2 separate regions of the Capra hircus genome follow, and region 2 is linked to region 1. A link is a contact called in public Hi-C data. All regions are on one chromosome and are shown on one strand. The core of a region is the stretch at or near the end of the contact, and the rest is flanking DNA. Distances in the headings are between cores, read along the strand shown. Region 1 has its middle 470 kb from the start of ETS1. Region 2 has its middle 39 kb from the start of KCNJ1.

Region 1 (5,978 bases), core at 1,998-4,497:
TTGGTGTACGTGTGTGTGCATGGTTGAATCATCATATTTATTGCTGTGAAAATTTGCAGTGGCTTAAAACGTCTCAGCAGATCATATGTTCTGTGCAGGACCTATCTGTAGGTGCCCCAGAAATATTCAACCAGCATTAACCCTGTCAGAGGAAATACTTTTCTGTTACCAACTTCTAGGCAGATGACAAGTGCAATTGTCCGGTTGTCATTCTGGCCTCGGGCGTCTGAGCCGGTTGTATTAATGAGGGCCAGGCTGCCTCAGGCATTGCAAAGGGCTACTTCTGGATCATTTAGCCATCTGACCGCTCCGCCCCCCAAGTCACAGCCCCCCACTGCAGAGGTATAGAGCACCCAGGGAAAGTCCAGGGAGGTTGAGATGGTGATGACCCTATGAAGTGCATTTTCTTTCGTAACAGGGCTTTAGAACCACACACCCTGACCCCCTTACATGGTTCCACCATGACCTCCTGGGAGCCCCAAGGGTCTGACCACAAGGCAAACACCAGCGTGGGCAAGTAACACGTTCTCTGAACTTGTCTGCATTCACCATCACCGATTGACACAATCGAATCTGGGTCTTTCGTCTTCCCCTTTGGTAAGACAAGAACTTGATTGTACCTCTGATGGATCGTCTTCAAAGACAGAAGACAGACACTTCTGTTACCAGTTAATACACCAGTATGACTATTTGAAAAAGGGCGGGATGGTATTCAAAACTACCCTTTAAAAAGAACTCCAATCTTATATAAAGCAGTTCTAAGGTTTTGCTTTAATAGCCTTGTCCTCCAAATAAATAAAGGTTAATGAGGTTTTGCAAAGTGCCTTGGGAAATAGCTACTAATATCAATCTGTTTGTAAATAAGGAAACTGAGGCTTAGAGAGTAGTCTTAACCAGTGGAAGGGTGAGCCTGGCTCAGTGCAGGACAAAACTCTTATCCATCACACGCCACATTCTTTCACTAAGATATTAAGATATTAGAGAAAAACAGAGAAGATTGATTTCATTTCTGCTCCTCCAGGGTTCTTTTTGGTTCACTTCTCAGTCTTCACACCTACAGATTATTCTAATTAAAATTTGAGCTAAAAAATTGAAGTTGGCTTCCTAGGGTTGAGTTGTCTATTCCTAGCTGACATGAAAGCAGTTCAAACACCCCACTTCATACCTTCACTTCATACTGCATATTCACGCCCATGATGTCAAACATCTTAGCATCTTTGATAAAGCTCAAACCCTTAGTAATCAAGGGCTCCACAGTGTGGTCCCAGGTAACCTGCTCCAACCTTTTGCATCCCTGGGCTCTTGGGTACCACAGACCAGGGGGACTGAAGGCCACTCAGTCGTGCACTGCAAGGGGCTCTGCTCAGGTCACGTTTGGTTATTCCCTTTGCTTGGAAAATTTGTTTCCCTTTCCTTATGTGGAAAAGTTCAGTTTGTCCATCCTTGAAAAAGTAACCCAAGTGTTACCCCAGTCTCCCAGGCAGAATAAGCCAGTTCTCCCTGATGTTTCAGGGTGGTCGATTATAACTCTGTGTGAGGGTTCTCCGCAGAAACAGAATCAATAGGAGAAACCTGTATGTCTCTATCTACCTACTGTCTGTCTGTCTGTCATCTATCTGCTGCTGCTAAGTCACTTCAGTCGTGTCCGTCTCTGTGCGACCCCACAGACGGCAGCCCACCAGGCTCCGCTGTCCCTGGGATTCTCCAGGCAAGAACACTGGAGTGGGTTGCCATTTCCTTCTCCTAGAGATACTTATTTTAAGGAATTCGCCCATGCACTTGCGAGGGATGTCGGGTTTGAATCTGTATGGCAGGTCAGCAGACTGGAGATCTAGGGAAAAGTGGATACTGCAGCTGAGGTCTGAAGGCAGGATTCCTCCTTTCTTGGAGTGGGGGCAGGGACCTTAGTCTTGTTTGGACTCAGTCTTCTCTCACAAGGGCTTGCTAAGTGTGTGTGTGTGTTCAGTCGTGTCTGACTCTTTGTGACCCCGTGGACTGGGGTCCTCTGTCCATGGAATTTTCCAGGCAAGAATACTGGAGAGGGTTGCCATTCCCTACTCCAGGGGATCTTCCTGACCCAGGGGTTGAACCCAGGTCTCTTGCGTCCCCTGCATTGGCGGGCAGATTCTTTACCATGGCGCCACCTGGGAAGCTGCTTGCTAGGTGGCTCAGTGGTAAAGAATCTGCCTGCCAATGCAGGGGACGCAAGAGACGTGGTCTTGCTTCCTGGGTTGGGAAGGTCCCCCAGAGAAGGAAGTGGCGACCCACTCCAGTATTCTTGCCTGGGAAATCCCATGGACAGAGGTGACTGGTGGATTACTGTCCATGGGGTCGTAAAGAGTTGGACATGACTGAACAAGGGAGCATGCACACTTTCTCATAAGGCCTTCAACCTGTAGGCTGAAACCTACCCGAAGTACAAGAGAATCTGCTCTTTTCAAAATCGACTGGTTGTAAATTTAATCTCATCCAAAAAAATACCTTCACAGAAATATCTGGACTAGCATTGAACCCAAAACTGGGTACCATGACCTAGACAAGTTAACCTAAAATTAACCATCACAGGCTCTTACGGTATTTGTCTGCAATTATTTGTGTCTGCCAGCTCCTCTAGAATATGAGCTGCTTAGAGGAAGTGAAACTAAATTTTAGTCTCATTGGGAGAATCTAAAATTACGTGCACACCAAATCACTTCAGTGGTGTCCAACTGTAGGTAACCCTATGGGCTATAAACCCTCCCAACCCAGGGATCGAAACCCCAGGTCTCCTGAATTGTAGCCAGATTCTTTACCGACTGAATCACCTGGGAAGCCCAACCTTCTGGGCTGTTTGCTTGTCAATCACTCTGACGGTCTCCGGAGCGAGGGGTACAGGCGGCAGCCCCATCAGTGCCCACTAGGTGGCAGTGGAACCCCATCTCTGACGGGATCTGCGCTTCCTGCTCGCTCAGCCTCCACAATCTGGAGAGAAAACTTCCAACCCAGCAGCAGAGCCCTGCTGGGAATTTCAGGTTAACTGACTAAGTCGCTTTAATTTTCTTGGGAAAATAGTTGCAGTCACACATTAGATAAGAGGCTCCTGAGGCACCGAGGCCTGCGGTGTGAGCACCAGTTTTTTTCCAGCTCCCAGATATAGAGATGCGTCCCTCCCCGCAGTCATGCTAATATGCCCCACCCCCAGCAAACAGCAGGATCAAAGCTCGCTCCCGGCACGACCCCGCCCCAGGGCCTGCTAACTTCCTCCCCTCGAGTCCAGGACGGGACCTGCTAGCGACGCCTGTCAGTGTCCTCTCTGCTTTCTGCCTGCGATGGCACCGTGGACAGTCCAAAGCCGGCCTCAGAGTTTGCAGAATTAAGATCAGACTTCTCGGGGTGTAAGCACAGTAAATATAACTGGTAGAAATAAAATTCTCAAGTTAGCCAAACATGGAAATTCCGGCGTTAAATAAAAAGTCTTCCTCTTCCTCCTTCAAAACTTCTATCTTCTCTGAATACATTCATATCACATCTACAACGAACCGTTTTTAAAGGGTTAACTTCTTCCCATAGACAGGGACAATTTGTCGTTTCTGTTAATTCAGGCTACGTGATATAGGACATGGAGCCCGGTTTGGAGGAAAGACTCATAAATGCTAGTTGAAGCTGACACGACTCTGGAAATTTTATGAAAGGGCTCCTTTGTCTTTGTGACTTTCAAGTTCTTCACCTTCAGGCTCTCATTTTCCACTTAGACTGATAACAAAGGGCCATGGATTATTATCCTCAATTTAAAGTAGGGACAGTAAGTCCAGGAAAGATTATTCGCCTGAGAATACAGTGCAGGTCAGTGATGCAAGGGACCGTGTCTCTGTTCTTGCCAGCAACCCCCACTGACCCTCGCTTTGAGGCGCTAACCAGAGGTGCGGACCCAGGCCCTGCACCCAAGGAAAGGAGAATCAGAGTCTCTTGAAGTGGACTGGAGGCTGGGTCGTGTTTCACCTGCTCTCTCTGGGGCTTCCGCTCTCTCTCCTCGTCTCTTTTCACTGCGCCCTAGTCACCAACAGGACAGATCATCAGTGCCGACTTCTCATAGATCAATAGTCAACAGTATCTCATTGTTGCAGGAATCAGATCACTCCAGCAGCCTAATTCTAATCTCCTCCAAGTCAAAACACCTAGAGGATGGAGCCTGCTTCATAACCACGCGCTCCCTACCCCTGACCTGAAATTCCAAGCTAACGCCAGACTATGGGGCTGGAAGGGGCGAAGTCAGGTTATATAGGAGCTGCAGAGCAACAGGGGCAAAAGCCCCGATTCTGTGTAATTCTCATCACTTCCCCCAGCTGATTTGCCATCCTCCGTCAAGACCTTGGCCGTGTCACTTCCATTGACCTTGTCTCAACCCACCATTTCCGTTGGTAAGAGCTGATTGCTCCTTGAAACATACAGGAAATTTAGTGATCATTTTTGGTTTGAAACATCTCCTGTAATGTCTTATATTAGAGGTATTTATCCCAAGTTCTCCCCCATTGCTCCCATGATTGAAATTGTGATGTCTAAAGGAACATACGTCATATCGTATTTACTTTGTCTTATACCTGGAGCCAGCATGCAGCTTGTCCACAGGGCCGTGTCCGGGGGCAATGAACAGCACATGTCCATAGGAAAGCTCAACAAATGCTTATTGAACGGAAATGAACCCTCCTAACTAGATCCACAGATTCTAACCATTTATTTTGATGTTGAACAGATTAATCTTCCTGAAATAGCACAGTCTCTATGCCATTTCTCTGCTAAAAAGTTCTTAATACTCTTCCTAGTGCCTATAGAATTAAGCCTTAATAGGAAGACCTAGTGGAGAAGGAAATGGCAACCCACTCCAGTACTCTTGCCTGGAGAATCCCAGGGACGGGGGAGCCTGGTGGGCTGCCGTCTATGGGGTCGCACAGAGTCAGACACGACTGAAGCGACTTAGCGGCAGCAGCAGGAAGACCTAGTGTGCAAAAGTTGACTGACTTCACCTCTGTCTTATTTTCCAACTTTTATTTTAATGAATGGTGCCCTGAACCATCTGTTACTGCTTCTGTTTACTTCCGTTTATTTTTCACTTTATTAATTTTTATTTTATATTGGAGTAGAGTAGAGTTGTGTTAGTTTCAGGTGTAGAGCAAAGTGATTCTGTTATGCATACATATGTATCCATTCTTTTTCAAATTCCTTACCCATTTATATTATTACAGAATATTGAGCAGAGTTCCCTGTGCTTTATCTGTTCAGTCGCTCAGTTGTGTCCAACTCTTTGAGACCCCATGGACTGCAGCACGCCAGGCTTCCCTGTCCATCACCAGTTCCCAGAGCTTCTCAAACTCATGTCCATCAAGTCAATGATGCCATCCAACCATTTCATCCTCTGTTGTCCCTTTCTCCCCCTGCCTTCAATTTTTCCCAGCATCAGGGTCTTTTCCAATGAGTCAGTTCTTCGCATCAGGTGGATGTGAAGTATCACTGTCTATATAGTAGGTCCTTATTGGTTATCTATTTTAAATATAGTAGTGTGTATATGTCAATCCCAAACTCCCAATTCATCTCTCCATTTGTTTCCCTTTGGTAATAATAAATTCATTCTTGAAGTCTGTGAGTCTGTTTCTGTTTTGTAAATAAGTTTGTATCATTTTTTTTAGATTCCACAGATAAGGGATGTCATGTGATATCTGTCTTTCTCTGTCTGACTTACTTTACTTACTATGATAATCTCCAGGTCTACCCATGTTGCTGAAAATGGCATTATTTTATTTTTTTATGGATTAAAGACTTAAATATAAAACCTGATACTCTAAAATTCTTAGAGGAAAACCCAGGCAGGACACTTGCCTTTATTTTAAAGCTAGGTTTCCACCTGAAATATCCTCTTTACTTTTTGTTTCTCAAAACTCTTACTCTTCTTCAAGGAAGATGATTATTGGGAAAGTCTCATTGGATTTGGTAGAGACAATTAGTAA
Region 2 (5,978 bases), core at 2,067-4,566, 800 kb before region 1:
ACTGGATTGAGCCCCTAGCCGGTGCTTAACAAGCATCTCTGGACTTGGGTGTTCTAGGAATAGCGGTATCTCTTTAGGTCTATATGCACCCTAAGTATCTGTACTAACTAGATATATGTTGGTTTATTTCAGTCTGTCAGTAATCCGTCATTTGAGGTAGAAACTGATATTTTCATTTTGATCTATGGGGAAATGGAGCTTTGGATACCCCTGGAGGGCAGTGTTTATATTCCGTATTCACCTCCGTGTACCTATAGCACCAACACACTGCCTCATGTAGTCAGTAAGGGGGTTTTGAGTCAGTAAATGAATGAATGAATGATTTGCTCAAGACAACATGGGTAGCGGTGGCTTTCATCCTACATCTGTCTGAAGAATTTTTGACCAAGCTACATTATTCATTTGCAGAGGGTCCTTGACAAATGACTTAGCTTCATCGAATCTCAGTTTCCTTTTTAAGTAAAAGCGAGCTTTGAAATAGGGTTAGGGGGAGGATTAGAGGAAACAATAGATGGAAAAATTTCTTTATAAGAAGTAAATGACTACTGATGTGGCATAGTGGGGTAGGAGCGTGGGTTTGAAGCTGGGAGCCCTGGTACCCAGGCTAGACCCCTGGCTGCCTGATGCTTCAAGGCCAAAGGACACAGAGAGCTGAGTGGGGCTGTGACAAAGACCAGAAGCCTCCTGAACATGGCACAGGCTATGAGTTGGGGGAATTTGAGTAGAACCTTGGTACCCTGGACTTCATTTCAACCCAACAGATGTTTGTTGAGGACCTCTTGTGAGTCAGGCACTGGGGATGCAAGGGTAAGGATGCGAGGATGGTTTCTATCACTGGGATAAAGAATCCTGAGGGGCTTAAACCAGCCTGGGGACCAGAGCTAAATGGGAGAAGTGCTGAGTGTGGAGAAAGTTTATTTTTTTGCCTTAGGAAACATGCTTATGTTTCCCAAAAATGGTGTTGACATTACTGCTAACAATAAGACTATTGATTATGGAATGTATAATTATTGGGAATTTTAAAAATTCTTTACAGTATATCCTACTGGGGATGTACAGTCAGTGAAGTGCTTGTAAAGTCACTTGTGGGAGTTCTTGTCTCTGCGTGGCCATGCAACAATCTGACACAGAGTTAGGTCCTTTTGTTCAAGCTTATTTCTATTTATTATTGTTGTTACTTAACATTTTTTTTGGCTGCATGGTTTGTAGGATCTTAGCTCCCCAAGCAGGGATGGAACTTGCATCCCCTGCATTGGAAGTGCAGCGTCTCACCCACTGGACTTCCAGCGCTGCTGCTGCTGCTAAGTCGCTTCAGTCGTGTCTGACTCTGTGCGACCCCATAGACAGCAGCCCACCAGGCTCCACTGTCCCTGGGATTCTCCAGGCAAGAACACTGGAGTGGGTTGCCATTTCCTTCTCCAATGCTTGAAAGTAAAAAGCAAAAGTGAAGTTGCTCAGTCGTGTCGGACTCTTAGCGACCCCATGGACCGCAGCCCACCAGGCTCCTCCATCCATGGATTTTCCAGGCAAGAGTACTGGAGTGGGGTGCCATTGACTTCCAGGGCAGTCCCTGCCTAAGCTGATTTCTGGAGAGGAGAGCTTGCGCATTGTTTTCCTAGATGGCTTTCACTGTTTTCTTTGATTAATCATGCAAAGACCGGTTCTATGGTTTCAAAATCATGGAACAGGGTTTAGAACACTCATTTCTATTCCTGTGGCCTCTCCTTTCCTTGCCTCATATCAAGCTAACCATTCTTTTTTTTTTATTCTGCTGCTATTTCTTTTTGAAAAATATAAGCAATACACACATATCTATATCCCGCTCCCATTCTTAAACAGAAAGGTAGCATTCTAGAAACACGGTTTACTTAATAATTCATCCTGCAGACTATCGTGTGAGGGCCATTGCTGATAGATAACACCAGCTCCTGCGGGCTCTCCCACCACCACCCACACCCTCCCCCCCCACCACCACTTGCCTTCACTGCTCTGCCGCACTTGCTGGGATCTTGCTGCAGAGGCCCCTACTCTGCTGTTATGTGCCAGAGAGATTCTGGCTGTGCCCGTTTTGCATTCTTCTTCCATTGCAGAGTGCCTCCAGCTGCCTGGAAATGAGCTGGTCTCTTGGAACCAGAGTTCTCAGTGGAAGCTGATCTGCTTGGATGAGCAGCCCTTTAAGAATCAAAACTCCCAAGATCTTTGGTTGGTGAAAAAGTCAGAAGTGGTGTCCTCAAGAGAAAAGAGCCTTGCTCCCATAGAACCTAATCTGGGGTCTCTGCTAGGACAAGAGGGGATTGTTCCCAGGGCTTCTGGGTCATCACCTTTTGATGAGGATCCAGGGGACCCTGTAGGGGATAGAAGTTATGGAACCTATCACTGTATGTGAAATTTTGTGCATAGGTACTTAGTTCAATAAATGAAATAAATAAGATGCTACAATGGAAGTATAAAGAACATGCCGAGGGAGGCAGAGAACGGGGAAGGCTTCCCAGAGGAGATGGCAGCTGACCTGAGCTTACTGGATGGGTAAGACTTAAAATAGGGAAAGGACGGGACAGAGAGCTGGGCACCAGGTGGGCACGTGTCCCAGGCTAACATAGCAGGAGGCATGGTTGTCTGGGGCCCCTGGGAAGTGACGTACTATTTCCATGGCCACAGCTACAGGAGGGCAGCATTACTGTGTGGTCAAAGAAGGCTCGTCGTGTGACCCAAGTGTGCACCCTGGCTCTGCCAGTCCACCACCGGAGTCCTCGAGGGGCAGTGACCTGATTACATGGGTGTTTTAGGAATCTGCCTCTGGTGTTGATGTGCTGGGTAGAGTGGAGAAATTAGAGGCATAAATTAGCTTTCAGGGACTGGGAAGGGATGTGTCAGCATTCGTTTTCCAGGAGGGGAAAACCTGCTCAGAGACCACACGCTGAGGTCACTAGCGATGCAGGGGGAAGCAAGGGCGAGGGCCCTGGGCTTCTGCTTTCGAGTCACTTCAGGGCTCTTTCCTGAAGTCACCCATATTCCTCATGCCTGGGGGTCACCGTTCTTGAAGGAAAGCTCACCAGGAAGGTGGAAGCCAAGGTCAGGGGACTACTCACCAGGACCAGAGGGAGTGAGTCTGGGGCCTGGACAGGCCCATCCTTTAACTGCTTTCCTGGGGACAAGGAAGCCACATACATCTACTTGGCACTGAGCAGCCTGAGAAGGCGAGTGGCTTGTCCACTTCACAGGGTGATGTGAAAAGTAAGTGGTCCACTGATGTGTGGGGTCTGCACTACCGGCCCATCTGGTTCTGGCTGCACTCTGAGTGGCAGTGAGGGGCCGCCATGATCCCAACGGCTCTCTCACTTCCCCACGTTGGTAGTGGTGGCCACACCCCACCTGAGCCCGGGGCCACCTCTGAAGGACATGCCCTGCTGATAGCATGGAAGAAAAGACAGAGGTGATGAAGAGGAGAGGTGAAGGCGGCAAGGCCAGTGTGAAGTTCAGAGGCTTGGAAGACAGACATGCTTGGTCAAACACAGCTTTCCCCATTGGCCGTGTTGTCTAAAACTAGTTCTTTGTTGTTGTTGAGTCACTCAGTCGTGTCCGACTCTTTGTGACCTCATGGATTATAGCCCGCCAGGCTCCTCTGTTTTTGGGGTTTCCCAGGCAAGAATACTGGAGTGGGTTGCCATTTTCTCCTCCAGGAGATCTTCTTGACCCAGGGATCAAACTCAGATCTCTTGCATTGCAGGCAGATTCCTTACCACTGAGTCACCCTGGAAGCCACAAACTAGATCTTAACCTTTCTGAACCACTTAAAAAAATTTTTTTTTAATTTTTGCTGGAGTAGAGTTGATTTACATGATCCCCCACCTTAGAGGGTCCCTGTAAGGACAACTATATGAAATAATACACAATGAAATAGTATGTAAAGCATCCAGCAAAGAGCCTGATACAGGCTCCCAGGAGACGGTAGCTTGAGTGATGCTGCAGCCGAGGTGATGATTCTGAGGATGAAGGTAAGGTGTGCCTGGCCCTGTGGCTGGTCTCACACAGTGACCTACTCCTTTAGCATGAGCATCACCACTGCCCTTTGCTTTCTTGGTCTTAACCGGATACAAAATAGCTCCCCTTCCTCCCATCACTGCTTCTGCTTCTACTGCAGACACACTAAATCCTAGAAGCTTAGTGGTGAAAAGACCTTATGAAAACCCTGCTCGACCCAGTCATACGTAGAGAGACTGAGGGTCACGGGAGGAGATAATGTGTCCAGTGTGTCTTGATGGACCTCAGAAAGTGTAGGTTTCTAACTCCACCTGTGTTTCAGACACTCCACCAGGGGGCCAGGGGAGTAGAAACAGGTGTTATTACAGCCCTACCTGGAGAGGAAGGTTACAGGGAGGGGAGCATACACAGGAGGTCAGTGGGTCAGTTATAAGCAAGGCTGTACCTTCCAGTTAGTGCAACGTGCTTCTGGCCAGCAGGTGGCGCCATCCGCTTCCAGATCACAAAAGTGAAAGTGAAGTGGCCTCCAACAGTTAGCCGGTGGAGGGAGGGCTTTGGCCGACCCAGAAAGCTCTTTAATAACCATTTTGTTGTTTACACATTGAACAGAGAGACATAAAATATCTGGATCATCTAATCATTATTGGGCTGTTAAAACGACTGTGAAAGCCTTTGAAAAAATAAATGTGATAAAAGTAGAAGTTTATAACTCTAGAGAGGTTATGGTGCCAGAAGAGAAAGTCATCATTTATGAAGAGTCTCCTGGAGTCCAGTTGCTTTCCATTTTCTCTACAATAAAGCTGAAACAATATTACTATCTCCATCTTAAAGATAAGAAGACCGAGGCTCAAAGAGATCAAGGTATTTGCCCAAGGTCCAGGATAGTGAGGGCAGAGCTTGGTATATACCTACATGCTAAACACCTATGTCTGTTTACTCATTTAATCCTCTAGGCAACACTAGGAGGTAGGAACAACCCAGCCACGCAAGCACAGGTCAAGTTGTGTCAAAATTCATGGCTTTCCTATCTCCAGGGTCCAATCCTGACCCTTCTGGTTGCTTTCCTATGAATTTGGCAAGTCACTCCCCCTCTCCAACCATACAAGGCTGTGGAGATCAATGGGTATCTTCAGTGTTCACCATAAAGCATGATTCTATTTTACGGGATTATTTTTCCTGCAGGCATCTAATGGCTCAACTGACATAAAAACGCATATACAGACATTTGTCGCAGAATTATTTGTAGTGATGAAAGACCTCAACGTTCCACAACAGGGAGATGCTGTGTGGACCAGAATAAGGTGAGATGCTAGCTGCTTTCAACAAACATCTGGGCACACATCAGAGCCCTGGGAACAGCTGGAACAAAACGTACTTGGAGCACCGTGCAGCTCAGAGTCCAGAGGCAGCAGACAAGAGACACAGCTGTCCAAGGAAAGACAGGGGGTCCTAATCGTGTCAGGGGCACCAAGGAGAGCTGCCTGAGGAGCACAGGCCAAGGTGGAGCCTGTGTGGTAAGGAAAAGTTAGTCAGGTGATGGGAGGTGGATGAAGAAGGATCATGGTGGGGGAGGGGATGCTCCAAGGATGCATCCAGAGTCCCAGATGTGACACCACGCTCATTACCAGTCACATTTAACAAATGTAATCATTTTACACAATCTCTCAAAAATCTCCCATGAGAGAAGTTTTAATCAAAAATGATAAAATTAAATTTTATAAAAATTGATTCATTAAATTTAAAAAATTAGACTTAAAATACTTTTTTAAAAACATACAATTTTGTTGCATAGAGAGACATATATATATATACACACACATACATATGAGACTTATATATAAATACATGTTGCATGTTGCATATATATACATTGCAGCTTCCCAAGTGGTGCTAGTAATAAAGATTCCACCTACTAATGCACGAGACATAAGAAATGGGAATTCAGTCCCTGGGTTGGGAAGAGCCCCTGAAGGAGGTAGTGGCTACCCACTCCAGTA

Evidence for each region. A called contact is a pair of places that touch in the nucleus more often than the background predicts.
Region 2: a contact with region 1 is called in a Hi-C map of liver, with 5 times the contacts expected there. The contact joins two enhancer-like sites. A contact is called at or near these places in 2 of 5 Hi-C or Micro-C datasets (blood and liver).

What each region holds. Positions count from the first base shown.
Region 1 is chr29:30,730,565-30,736,542 of ARS1.2, reverse strand. No RefSeq gene overlaps it. Among named protein-coding and RNA genes, the nearest start is that of ETS1, 470 kb to the left of the region's middle. Within about 2 kb of position 3,247, at least 1 of the 5 cell types and tissues checked has an H3K27ac peak or open chromatin away from gene starts, as enhancers often do.
Region 2 is chr29:31,527,084-31,533,061 of ARS1.2, reverse strand. No RefSeq gene overlaps it. Among named protein-coding and RNA genes, the nearest start is that of KCNJ1, 39 kb to the left of the region's middle. Within about 2 kb of position 3,316, at least 1 of the 5 cell types and tissues checked has an H3K27ac peak or open chromatin away from gene starts, as enhancers often do.